2 separate regions of the Danio rerio genome follow, and region 1 is linked to region 2. Evidence: chromatin contacts called from public Hi-C data. All regions are on one chromosome and are shown on one strand. Each heading gives the region's core, a stretch centred on a gene start, on an enhancer-like site or on the middle of the called end of the contact. The rest is flanking DNA. Distances are from core to core; before and after follow the strand shown.

The links. Hi-C and Micro-C count contacts between places; a contact is called where the count stands out from the background.
Region 1: a Hi-C map of hematopoietic stem cells shows a contact between it and region 2, with 6 times the contacts expected there. The contact joins the promoter of cpne4a here to the promoter of nek11 in region 2. A contact is called at or near these places in 5 of 18 Hi-C or Micro-C datasets (caudal fin, embryo, hematopoietic stem cells and 1 more) and 1 of 4 datasets of contacts at active chromatin or transcription factors (caudal fin).

Annotation. Positions count from the first base shown.
Region 1 is chr16:45,883,310-45,890,464 of GRCz12tu, forward strand. cpne4a (copine IVa) reads right to left here and starts at 3,510. Exons shown (of 17, transcript XM_073926510.1): 1 at 3,202-3,510; 2 at 2,347-2,449. cmtm6 (CKLF-like MARVEL transmembrane domain containing 6) reads right to left here. Exons shown (of 5, transcript NM_001044756.2): 5 at 4,474-6,518. The coding sequence ends at 6,357. It also overlaps a transcript of si:dkey-11p23.7 not described here.
Region 2 is chr16:45,588,270-45,595,602 of GRCz12tu, forward strand. nek11 (NIMA-related kinase 11) reads left to right here and starts at 2,317. Exons shown (of 18, transcript XM_073926501.1): 1 at 2,317-2,347; 2 at 2,707-2,909. The coding sequence starts at 2,734. It also overlaps a transcript of sc:d156 not described here.

The DNA of each region.
Region 1 (7,155 bases), core at 2,260-4,759, 300 kb after region 2:
TACCAGTTTTCAGCTTTCTTCAAAATATCTTCTTTTTTGGAAACTCATAAAGGTGTGGAAGCACTTGAGGGTTAGTCAGTTTTGAGTGAATTTCATTTTTGGGCTAACTGTCCCTTTAAGATAGTAATGGCAGGTTACCGTACTTTAAGGTGTGATATCTTGATTTGGTGGTCAAGAAACTAATTATTATCAGTGCTAAACACAGATTTATGGCTTACTTTTTGGTGTGAAAACTTTTTTCAGCATTCTTGTATAAATAAAATATATAAATAAAATTTGTAAAAATTAAAAATTTTATTTTGTTGTCACTTTTTGCATCAATTTAATGCATTCTTGTTGAATAAAAGTATTAGAAAAAACACTGCCAACAAACATTTGAATAATGATGCAAATTGGCTATTTTAAAAAATAATATGTGTAATTTTATAGTGAAATTTAAACATTCCATCATGACGTCACATTATTATTTTTAATTGGTACAGTAAAATATCATAATTAAAAATAGTTACCGAAATGCTTGTAATATGGTCACTGTATTTTTACAGTAAAGTCCTGCCAGATCAATATTTTCCATCAATGTTAATTAATAATATTGTTCTAATGATAAATTAATGAACATACATGTATATTAAAAATAATTCATCATCTCTCTACAGATATGTGACAGCATATTAACCTCTGGATGGTCTTGATCACGCACATAACCTGCTTTAATCGTTCACCCTCATCTGGACACTGAAAGAATCGCGTCTTTATAAATAAAGGCTCAGCCATGAAATTGTAGGTAACAATTTACAAATAAAATTGTCACAGCCTACAGTATCTATAAATATATACGTACTGCAATTTTAAAGCATTTTCCGGTTGGTATTTTATGTTCAAGTCAGGTGTGCACTTTAACAGATTTAAGGATGTATGTGCTGATAAAGTTGAATGAATGTGTTTTTCTCCTGTTAATCTTATAGCATATCTAGTCTTCAAGAATAATTAATACAAAGTTCAATGAAATAATAGTCATGCAAGCCAGTGTCTGACAGCTCCGATTACAACACAAACATACAACTTCACAAACAGATAATATAATAGTGCAACAACTGAAGCCGACAAGTGATTATCATCAATTTCTCTACAGCAGCAAGTTAATTACAAAAACGCCATCCTCTTTTACTTTAATGTGATTAAGGCGCAAATAAAAGCGCGCGCCGGTACGAAACACCTGCGCTCGGGAGCGCGACTGCAGTGACAGATGAGAGAGAGGTGCTCACCTTTAACGAACATGAAAATTAAATCCAGGCAAATTGTTGCTTCGCTGCTTGTCATCAGACACAGAGCACTGGGCAGAAATATGCTCCATACAGAGAGTCGAGCTCCATCCTCAACCCGCTGTGCAGATGAGTGAAAGTAAAGTACAGCGCGTTCATGTGGCGCGCGGGTCCCTCCCCTTCACGCGCTTCACTCTTTCGGCGGGTACGCGGACTTTGAGGGGAGGAACTACAGGTAAAGCAACTCGTTAGTTACTAATTAAATAATGTGCAATGCATGTACACACAAAATAGCGTTTTGTAATGTATTGTACGCTTTAAGTGTTTCAATTACGCACCATGATATTAAATATCCTTGCTAAAATTATAAATTTAAACAAACGATGGTTGTCGGTCGGTGTTCAGATCCAACTGGCTGGATTTCCAGGTTGATTGGTTAACTTAGTTAAAAACGAATAAACTAGATCACCGAATCAGACTAAAAGTTGGTTTTATACCCAAACTAGCATGTAAACAATCGTGCATCCTATAAAGCTTTTAAGATAACTCGCCATAATGTTACCATCCAAAATGGTGTGATCTTTGTGCTAGTCAAGTTTTAGATAAACATTAGAGGTGGTCAATCAGTAAGTAGGTCTTACTATAGATTGTGAACCATACTAACTTATAGTAAAGTACTTGAAATAATATTTTGTGGTAATTATAAAACTGCTATGGTAATAGCCTACAACTAACTTATAGTAACCAACTGTGCTAGCATTTCTGCAACTAGTATTATTACTGTATAGTACACAGTAAACCAGAGTTTACTGTAAAGTTAGTGAAAACTAAGTGTATTTTGTTCACTGTTACGTTAGTCAATAATACTGTACGTTAACTTAGCCTATGCTAATTTAGTAATACACATACACTTTACTATAGCAGCCGGTTAAAACACTAGGCTAAATGTACATTACTATAACTGCCTATTTTTTTCGTTCATAAATTATGGGTCCTGCTGTAAAATATGTACTTTATAGGAAATATATAACATAAAATGTCGTTCAAAACTGCCAATAAACCAAAACAATAACGGATGTCTTACCTGAGGTAAACGTGATTTTCAACGGCGTGTTCAGACATTTGTTGACGGTAACTTTGCAAGCAGCGACATCTTGTGTTAGCTTTGGGGGAAATGGTTCAGCTTCCTAAAGACAAATGAGCATTACATAAATATCAATAAACGTTCATATTAGGGTTGTACGAGAACATCTGACATCGCGATATATATATATTTTTCTTTTTGATTAGCTAGCCTATATTTTAGAGTAAAAAAATCATAAATTTAGATTAACCGTGAATCATGTATAAAAATAATGAACAAATTGCAAGAATAGTTAAAACGGAGTAGAGAAAAAAAGTTAAATAAATAGTTATGGTATAATAGTCTTTGTCTTTTCCAGAGAGTCAAACAGTATTCAGGTACAGAAATTGAATAATGAAATGTAAAAACGCTGTATAGTATAGTCATTGTATCAAATAATTTACTACATGTGTTCTTCATTAAAGTAACACACGTTATAGTGCCCGAATGCTTCACACCCACCTGATATGCCTTTAAGTCACATGCAAATGATTAATTTTTGCAATGACTTCAAAAAAATCTCATGTATCCTCAATTGTTGATCAAATATAATCTTAACTTACCATTGCATATCCTGCGATGTGACTACTGAGAATACGGACATTGCAATATTAATGCTAAAATGATATATTGTGCAGCCCTAGTTCATTTATTTGTATATTAATCTACAGAAGAAACTAACTCTTCCAATATTTTAATATAGAAGTCTTTAGTCATGTGACTGACCCAAATAACCACACTGAGTAGATTGAATATTATAGAATTCACAGGTTTTTTTTTTTACTTTGAAGAGAAAGTTGCATTAAGTATACTTACTATATAATTTACTCACTATCAAACCATTGAAGATGTAAATGATTATATTTTTCTTTAACAGATCATTTAAAAAGATTTTAAAATGAAATTGAGGTCCTTGAAATTTCATAAATTGGAAGTCAGTGGCTGTTGGCATTTTAAAGGTGAAAACAACATAGAGGCTAAATAAAACTCATGCTCGTAGTAGCTAACAATGCATCCTGGAATGTTTGCCATAGGTAAAAACGATAGATAATGCTGTAAATAGACTAAAGGTAATAACAGAATGCTTCGTGAACAGACTGATTTGCATAAGACCTCTGCATCAATTAGTTCAGCATTGCTATATAGGCATTTCATAACTTGGCATTTCATTAAAAAACAAAAATCTTCTTTAATATAATAATGCATTTTATTTAAAGGCGCCTTTCTTGACACTTAAGATCCTCGTACAAGACAAGAACAGTCAGTTCAAATAAAAACACAATAGAAAAGTCAATAGAATACAATTTTAAAAAGTGCAGTTGAGTTAAAGAGAGTAGGCTGTTCTAAACAGATGTGTTTAAATTTAGATTTAAATTGTTAAATTGTGTTTAGATTACGGAGATAACGAGGAAGCAAATTCCAAAGCTGAGGAGCTGAGTGGCTGAAGGCTCTGCTCCCAATGGTGACAAAGCGGACATAGGGAACAGTGAGGTTAATTGAAGAAAAGGAGTGTCTGAGAAGGTGTGGCGATATGAACAAGACTATTAAGGTATGGAGAATTGTGGATGGCTTTAAAAGTGAGAAGTATTTTATAATTAATTCTGAAAGATGGGAAGCCGGGCTTCATGGTGCTGCAGTGGCTCGATCACCTCACAGCAAGGTCTCTGGTTCGAGCCTCAGCTGAGTCAGTTGGCCTTTCTGTGTAGAGTTTGCATGTTCTCCCTGTGTTTGCATGGGTTTCCTCCGGGTGCTCCGGTTTCCCCCACAGTCCAAAGACATGTGGTATACTGTAGGTAAATTGGATAAATTTAACGGTCCGCAGTGTGTGTGTGAATGGGTGTGTATGGATGTTTCCCAGTGATGGGTTGCAGCTGGAAGGGCATCCGCTGCGTAATTTGCTGTTTGTGGAAAATATAACCAAGTAATAAAAAGATGATAAAAAGCAGGGAACCCAGAACTGAACACCTTTAATGCTCTACTGTAGAGAAAAGGCCTTAAGGGTGGCCAAACTTGCTGATTTTTGGTTAAATGACCCCTTTATCATCAAGCATGTTTCCAAACAGGGCACACATAAAACCAGGAGTCTGATTCTCTTAAGCCCATGATCTATTTATTGCTTAAATTGAATGGAGAGATGGTTTCATATACAGTGCTGTAAAATGTTCCATGTGACTTTTAAAAGGTAGAAACAATGCTGGTATTCAAACTATGTCAATTTTGTCAAATGTCTTTGCTTTTTAAAAATATAAAAATCCTTGGCAACTTAACAAGACACTCGATTCAAATCTTCAGAAGGAGAAAGTGGCTACTGTACTATAAGTTTACTGTTCAGTTTATCTAGATTGTAAAATATACACAACGCTCAATTAACAGAAAGCAGCAGTCAAGTCGTAAAGCACAGGAGGGTTAAAGCGTAAGGCAGATTAGTGTCTTGGAAAACTTGCAGTCCGTTTAATTCCTCGGGCATCTAAACAAACACATCAGGGCCTAAACGCACAAACCTCGCAATAAAAAAAGAAGACCTGTAAGACATGCATTCAGTTTAACACTTCATATTCATAGCATCAGCACGCTATCTTACACACAATCTGGGCTCACATGGAACAAGATCAAGCACAGAAGAAAATATACAACATTTCGAGTTCCACACAATATAAAAATGATAGATTGATTCAATAAAAACAAACAATTGTATGACTGTACAGCGAAACATGATCATCACAGGGCCAAAACAATGCTGTCCTGCTTTCGCCACATTCATTTCTTCAGCTCAATAAACATTTTTACAGTATAACTGACTTAAGGACGACGTGTGTATGTGTGTATGTGTGTGTGTGTGTGTGTGTGTGTATGTATTCAGTGTAATATTTACCTGTCCCCAGGGGCAGGTTTTGTGATTGGAGGCCCCAAACAATTCGAGCCATGGGGCCCAACAGTCCGTAAATGCACAATATGTACTTTTATTTGTTTATTTTTAATATACTTTTCACTCAATTTAATTTTCTACCTTTTAATCGCAATGCAATCGCTATATATTTAAATTATTTGCTTCCTTAAACTGAATTCAGAACTTAAAAAATAATAAAGAAATGTATTTATTATGTCTAAATGTCTAAGGAATGTTGTTTTTAAAACTAAATATTTACCTGATTTGACTGCTGGACTGCTCCATGAGAGAGATGTGGGGGACAACTTTGCGCAGATGGAATAATCAATGTAATAATTATGTCAAAATATCTATCTCTATATCTAAATCTATCGTTGTTAGACCCTCACCATACAAAATATAACAAAAAACGATGTCATATAATTTATGGGTATAATTTATATTTCTAGGTATTTATTGAGGGCCCCCAGATTTACTGGCGCCCCAAGCGGCTGATTACCTCGCTTATTGGTTAATATACCACTGCCTGTCCCAAGTGTTAAAAAATATATATAATTTTCTTATCCTCTTAAATCAACATTATATTCAAATTCCTGCGCTGAAAAGCAGACAATAGTAAATTGATATTTTCAACATGATCAAACCCTGATTTTCTCCAAAATATATTACTTCAGGCATGCATATAAAAGTATTTCAAAGATCAGAAAAGTAGTACTCTATAATGGAGTACAGTGCATATTTTTGTACTCGTTAATGCTTAAGAGTTTATGTCCGAAATAGCACAGAACACACACAAAAACAGTGATAACTTCACTTGTGACATGACATGATAACTTCATTTGTGTACAGTAAAAATATGGTCAAGGATTCCATGTTAAAATACTACCTGTGAAATTAAGACTTATGTAATACAAAGGCAAAACGTTTAGGCACAATATAAAACTGGACAAAAAAAGCCAGAATAAAACTGACTGAAATGGAATTATTAAGACTTTTTCGTTTTTTGCTTTGGGTAAAAATAATTCATATTTATAAAAAATTGTTTGCTTTTGGATTTGAATGCTGGTGAAAACGCTACCAGGCCTCAAGCAGATTCTGCTCCATTAGCATTAAGTTTCTCAATCTCTGGTTGTCTTGGTGTTGCGTCTGCTGGTAGATTGTTTCTCTTAAGGCACGGAATACCATGCAGTTTCACAAAGTAAGCAGCTTCTGCAAAGAAGGCTATCGTGGACATGAAGCCAAATGCCTGAAATACAGAAAAGACAGTTGAATGTTAGCTAACAGTAGCAGCATTGGCTATATTCATGGCTACATCAGTAATAAATATTTATTTTATGAGTTACTATCACAATGGTTTCTTAACAAACATGCATTACACAAAAAATACAGGTAACAACACTGATAAAAAGTCATATAAGATCCTTTAGTTTGATCAATGATATTGAAAAATTCCTTATTAAAATATCATTTAAAATATACATTCTATTAAAATATTAATACATTTTGTTTATATCATTCTTAACTAACACTACTAGCTTAATAATTATCTGCTTATTAATAGTTAGTAAGGTAGAAGTTAGGTTAAGGATTTGGATAGGATTGGGGATGCAGAATAAAATCATACTTTATCACTACTAATAAATAATTAATAACGTAACAATGACGTAATAAGCCAGTAGTTTATAGCATGAATTGTGTCAAATGCAAGTGTAACCAAATATTCTTACACAAGTCACAAAGAGGTTTCTTTTCCCCTTTAAATAAATAGAAGTGTGGAAGTTTTATGACAAACTGTTAACAAGAAGTGTTGTCATATCAGCTAAAATACAAATTAACCACAATCATGTTTAACTTATCATAAAACTGAAACAGAAAAAATTGTA
Region 2 (7,333 bases), core at 1,067-3,566:
CTTGTGCCATTTAATTTAAAGTAAGAGTTAGGAGTTGAAGCTTGATTTTTAATTATTTAATCAGGACAGTAAGGTCTGACTTTGCTTAGGCAAAAGTATTGTCACTTAACAGAAATAATGTACAAATGTATAAAAGAAGATTTTTTTTCAACACATTTCTAAGCATAATAGTTTTAATAACTCATTTCTAAATGTATAAAATATAAAGTCATGGTGCAGTGGAAAAAGAATGAATATAGTGTAAGACTCCCCTGAGCTTGGAGGACTGCATCCAGACACCTCTGCAATGACTCAAATAACTTATTAATAAAGTCATCTGGAATGGAAAAGAAAGCTTTCTTGCAGGACAAGAATAAAAAATCAAGAGTAACCAATATTTTTTTGGATTCATCTTCATCTCCTCCTCCTCCATCTTACCACAGACATGCTCAATAATGTTAATATCTTGTGACTGGGCTGGCCAATCCTGGAACCCCTTAATCTTCTTTGCTTTTAAGAATATTGTGGTGGAGACACCAGTGGAAGCTAAAGTATGAGGAGCGCTCTCCTGAAGAATTTGTCTCTCCTGTGGATGGTAATGTATAATGGGCAGCTCAAATGTGTTGATACCTCAGGCTGTTGATGTTGTCATCCACTCTGCAGATCTCTTGCAGGCCCCTACACTAAATTTAATCCCTAACCATGATTTTTCCTTCACCAAACTTGAAACAAGACTGATTTCTGTGAGAATCTTGGGTCCATGCGGGTTCCATTAGGTCTTCTGCAGTATTTGTGATGATTGGGATGCAGATCAACATGATTCATAAAAAATTTTACCTTCTGCCACTTTTCCAAATAATCACCTATCAACTATCAACTAAGTCAAGTTATTATTTGTTGCTACATGACAGGAATTATTTTGTTGTGTGATCCGGTGCTTGCATGTTTCATTTGCAGAATAGTCTAAAGTGATTGAGAAAAACTGTGTTTTTACATCAAATTGCTGCGATTTGTTTCCTCCTTATCAATCATAATTAAGCACATTTAAGACAGTGAAAATGTGGTAAATATACAACTACTGTACATACTGATGTATGTGAAAGTTAATTCAAACTTCAAAAATAAAATGTAATTTCTATAATGTTCTGTTGTTTGTGTTTCATGTCAATGCGTTATGAATGAAATGTGTGTTTTCTGAATGAGAATGGTTGTCAGTGGTTTGGTGAAACAAGCTTATTTTCAGATGTAGCTACTTGAACTGTTGTGTTGGTCTGAGTTAGTTTTTTTGGTGGTGTTGAAGGTTACTTTTGTAACTGTTTGGTCAAGGGTCATAAGAGAAGTTAGTAATGAACACTGTGTAAACAGTTTTGAAAATGTAGCTTCAGTATTGAAGTATTTAAAAACGAATTGTAATTCAGTATCTAAAAAGCATTTGTAGAACTCAATGTATTGTAATAGTATTTGCAAAGTACTATTTACAATATATGTAATATTATTTATATATGTATTGTTATAAAAAAAATATTTAAGCAATGGAAAATGTAGGGTTTAAACCCTAGTGCACTGTTCAAATTTACAACCCTTTATTTATCAAATTGTTTTGCATAAATCTGTTAATTAACCTCAGCCCTGATTCAAACTACTAAATTGTTTAGAAAATTTACAGGATTTTAACACTTTAATGGCCAACTTCTCAAATGATGTCACTGATTTGTTGAAAAAAAACCCACACAAAATTATGTATTTTAAAAAATAAAAAGTAATTGCGGAGTTTTTTTTTCATTTTATCACACACACACACACAGAGAGAGAGAGAGAGAGAGAGAAAGAAGACTAGAGGAAAAATGCTAATAATCACGCAACGCAGGAATGCACATGTAACACTGAATTACTTTTTTTTTTTTTAAATACTGAAGCTATATATTTAAAAAAAAACTGTTCACAGTGTTTATAACCAACATATCTTATGACCCTTTACCAAACAGTTACAAAACTAACCTACAAAACCACCTATAAGACCAATACAACAGCACCATGGCCAGCGAGGGGTAGCTTGAGCTCTCTCTCCTCCTATAAGCTGTTTTAATGCGTACACCCACCCCACCCCTAACCCACTTCCCCTAGTTACATCACTCAAAGAAGAAGCGCAAGGAAGGAGGAGCTGGAGCTCAAGCTTTCCCTTGCTGGAGCTCAGCTCTGCCCAAGTCAAGTGGCTCTGCAGTGAGCACCACTTGGCAAAATTTAGCTTACAGTCAGCAGTGCACATTAGCGCCATCTTAAGGAGAATAGTGCGACTGCACAGTTCCCATAACAACAACGTAACACGGGAAGTTGAGCACATGTGGTCAAGCAAACTTCCGACGCACAGGTGAGGATAAACAAATCATCAACGTTAGCTAATACACAATTCACATAGAGAAAACTAATTAGAATTTGAATTCAATTCAGCTTTTTATGTTATTCTGTGTCTTCGCTATGCGTCTCCAATATCAAATCCTGAACTTCATCAAGTAATCTTGTTTTTATAGTTATTTTGTTTTTTGCTAGAAGATGTAATCAACTGCGACTAGCTTATGGTTTGTTCATATGAATTAAATGAGTGGTGTTTCTATGTTTTCTTTTCATGAACTTCAAATACCAAAACACGTAAATAAATAAAGAGGTGAGAAAGCAATGACGTCACGAGAGCGTTTCTCTGTTGACTCTCCTCGACTTTTATCTCCTCAGCTGACTGCGTTAAATTCCCGGCTTAAAATGCCCAGATTTCGTGAGCGTCCAGGCCAAACAAACTGTCATCCAGAATCAGAAACATCTCCTGATCTGTGCAGCCTGATAGCGAACAGATACATCATCCAGCAGAGACTCGGGAAGGGAAGCTTCGGCACTGTGTATCTTGTTAAAGACACAAAGGCAGTGGCGGAGGAGAGACTGTAAGTCCTGCAGTATTTCAAAACAATTATGTCCTTTTAAAGCTGTGATTGGTCCTGAATCTTCCTCCAAGGACTTCACGTTTACACAGCTGCCTTTAACCCTATAATGTCTCTAACACTGCAATAAAACATCATGGAAGAAAATAATTATTTACTAACAATATAGCTGTAAAAATATTATAAATAGTCATTTAGTTCTTTGTATTTTTCATCAGTCGTGGTTTATTTAGTAAAATAGTAAATATTTAGTTGTAAGCAATAATAAAATCGCAGTAATAATAAAATTTGAAATAAGAATATTGTTGTTTAGACTAGAGCATTCATTCATTTGTTAAATTTAATTTGAATTAATCCCTTAATAAATAACCATATAAATAACCAACAGAAAATGGAAATAGTAGTTAATACATAAAAGAATAGAAATAAAACAAATAAAAAGCCATTTTTTATTGGATTGCAACCTCTGGGTGTTTACCTTAGATTAACGATACAGCAATAGCGTTAGCTGCAGCAGACAGATGTCCTAATCTGCAATTGCAGAATTCCTAATCTGCAATTGCCTCTCTGAATATCACACTAACTGTACCCAAAAAAAATAAAAAAATAAAAAATACTAATACTACTAATACTTCCCTTCTTAGACTTTACAGACCTGAAACTTGCCTATAGCACTTATTCATTGTTGCTCTTAGTTGTGTAAATTGCTTCCTTGTCCTCATTTGTAAGTCGCTTTGGATAAAAGCGTCTGCTAAATGACTAAATGCAAATGTAAATGTTATGGCACAAGGTTAAACTTTCTTACTCCTTTATGGCCCTTATATACATTAAAACTAAATACAGGCCACAACTGTGTCTCTTTGGGTGCGATTCATATTAAATTAAACCAATTAATAAATAAATGTAAACAATTAGGCTGTTACATATTTTTGTTTTGTCAGTATGCTCATGTTTATAGGTCTATTTGCGTAAACATACAGTTGAAGTCAGAATTATTAGCCCCCCTGTTAATTTTGTCACCTAATTTCTGTTTAATAAAGAGAAGATTTTTTTCAACACATTTCTAAAATTAAAAGTTTTAATAACTCATTTCTAATAACTGATTTATTTTATCTTTGCCATGATGACAGTAAATATAATTTGACTAGATATTTTTCAAGACACTTCTATACAGCTCAAAGTGACATTTAAAGGCTTAACAAGGTTAATTAGATTAACTAGGCAGGTTAGGGTAATTATGCAAGTCATTGTATAATGATAGTTTGGTTTGTAGACTATCGAAAAAATATAGCTTAAAGGGGCTAATAATTCTGACCTTAAATTGGCATTTAAAAAAATAAAAACTGCTTTTATTCTAGCCGAAATAAAACAAATAAGACTTTCTCCAGAAAAAAAATATTATCAGACTTACTGTCAAATTTTTCTTGCTCTGTTAAACATCAATTGAGAAATAATGAAAAAAGATAAATTCAAAGGGGTTAATAATTCTGATTTCAACTGTATTTTTTCTAATATTTAAGGTGTGAAAACAATATCAGTATAAGACATCAGTATAAAATAAAACACAGCTGAACGTTTGTTTCAGAACACATACTTATTGTTGGCAAATTCAGAGAACTTGGAAGCAGTTTCTTCTGTAGTGGTCAACGTAAATAGGGTCATCATGATAATCAAATGCAATTTGTGTCTAAACAAAGAATATGGTATAGTTTACTATCATAAATTATGACCACTTTGTGGAAAACATGACATATTGTTAATACGAGTTTCTGGTGTTTGAAGAACTGAAGAGTAACTGCATGTGTTTAGGCAATCTTCCAGTACCCACATATAGTATGCACTATATAGTATCCCTCAACCGTATACACAGTCACACACACCCACACACACCCACACATGCACACGTCTTAATAATGTGTCTATTTGAAGCCAACAGCAAGTCTTATGATTATTTATAAAATGTCTAATTATAAAGTCCCTGTGGATGTTGCATCATTTTATTTTATACAATCTCATAAATAGTCAGTTTCTCATGTATTATTCTAAAAAGTCATTTATTCCTATGATAGCAGAGCTGATTTTTTGGCACTAATTATATCAGTCTTTAATGTCACACGTTATTCAGAAATCGTTCAGTTTTAAAAAAATAGAAATTTTGCTTAATCTAGTTTTTTTAAGTAATAATTGAAATGATTTCAAAAGATTTTTTATTCTTTGAAGTTCACAGTTTGTCCACTTGAGAGCAGCCTTGATCTCTGCATCTAAAAACTAGTCACTATTACTTTGCTTGCAGATGGATGTCCATGTTACTTACAGCATAAAGTATGTGTTATTCCTTATAATTTCAAATTCAGTATTATGATTTTATTAGAGAGCAATATTTATGCTATTCATATCATTTTAACACTCTTATGTTTAATTAAGTTTTAACTGGTTAGTCATTTAAATATTTATTTTTTATATAGATTTTTACAATTATTTTTCAGATAAAATAAATGGTGTGTCACTGAAATAAATGCGAGTCCTGAGGGGAGTTTTTACTGGTATCATCTGGATGTGTTGTGAAATATGTAAAGTTGATTTATTGCTTATCTAGGGGATTGCAGTCAGGCAGGTTTGCTTTGGCAACAAAGATAAGATAAGAAAAGAAAAAAAGGAAATTGTGAGTCATTATTTCAGGAGGCATTAGGTGCTTTGGTGATCTTGGCAATATTACGTCTTTCCAACTAAGGTTCAGTTCACAGGGAAGCTTCCACACTAAATTAAACCCAACATGTCTTGCGTTATGAGGATATTGCTCTCAGATCAGTGCAAATATTTGGCTGTCTGTTCTATGCATGAATTTATTACATGGCTTTTGATTCTAATGTTTAATGAACACTGATCATTTTCATGGGCAAATAATTTTCTGTAGCTTCATGTTTTCTATAGAGGTATGTGAGAAACAAAACTACTTTTAAAAGTTTGTGGTCAGAATTATTTGCATATATTTTGGAATGAGTGGAATATTCTTAGCAAGGTTGCATTTATTTGATCTAAAATACAGTAAAATAAAGCTATGAAGCATTAAAAACATTTGTGATTTTAATTTATTTTAATATATGATTAATTTATTAATTTTCCTTCGGCTTAGTCTTAAATTTTTCAGAGAAAGCCACAGCAGAATGAACCGCCAACTCATTCATTAATTTTCATTCAGCTTTGTCCCTTAATTCATCAGGGTTCGCCACAATGGAATAAACCGCCGACTATTCCGGAATATGTTTTTTTCGCAGTAAATGCCCTTCCACCTGTAACCCAGTACTGGGAAACACCCATACACTCTCGCATTCACACACACATTTATACACCACGGCCAATTTAGTTCATCCTATTCAACTACTGCATGTCTTTGGACTGTGGGGGAAACTGGAGCACCCGGAGCAAACATAGGGAGAACATGCAAACTCCACACAGACATGCCAACTGTCCCAGCTGGGACTCAAACCAGCAATCTTCTTGCTGTAAGGCAACAGTACTAACCACTGATCCACTATGCCGCCTAATATATAATTTGTTCTTCTATAATTTATTGCTCATTTTTTTTTGCAACCATTACTAAAATATTCAATGTCAAATGATCCTAAAAGAAATAATCAATTCATTTTGATAGTATTGTGCCACTTTGTAGAAAGTGTGATATATTTTCTCAGTATAGTTTGATAAGTAGAAAGTTTATACTGTAAGGATTAGAATTCATTTAAAAATAAAAATGTTTATTATCACATTTGATCAACTTTTGGCCTTTGCTGGATAATTGTATTAAATCCTCTTAAAAATAGCAATGTCAAAAGAAGATTTGCAACATTAACTTCTTAACATCTTAGTGTCAATGAAAAAAACCTTTAATTCATATGATCATACTGTATTTCAAGTCCTCGAAAGTGATATTTCTGTGTGAAGAACAGACTGAAATACAGTTTACTCAAAATTGCACTGAACTAATGCGGCATGGGCCAACAGAGCAAGTGTCTATAGATAAATGGGATTGCTTCTGGCACTGAGAGTCAAAAAAACATACAGGCAAAACAGTGATGCAGTCCTGACAATCTATTGAGCTCTTATGAAGGATATCTAATGAAGGATATCTAATGATCTGTTCTAATAGCTAGCCGTTATTTACAACATAATTACCTTTAATGTATGCTCTTATCAATACAGCTGAGTCCGATGATTATAGTTTGGTTTATGAGCTTCTTCTTGTAGCTTAATGGTGCATATAGTACGTAAATATGAGCTCACACATCAGTTAAACATTTTTTTAACTATGTTAAATAGGTTGCAGCATCAAGGGTAAAAAAAAAAAAAAACTAATATGATTAAAAATACAGTACTTTGTATAATAAACAAACACCGTCAGCTCACATGTGAATTTGAGACACACAAAC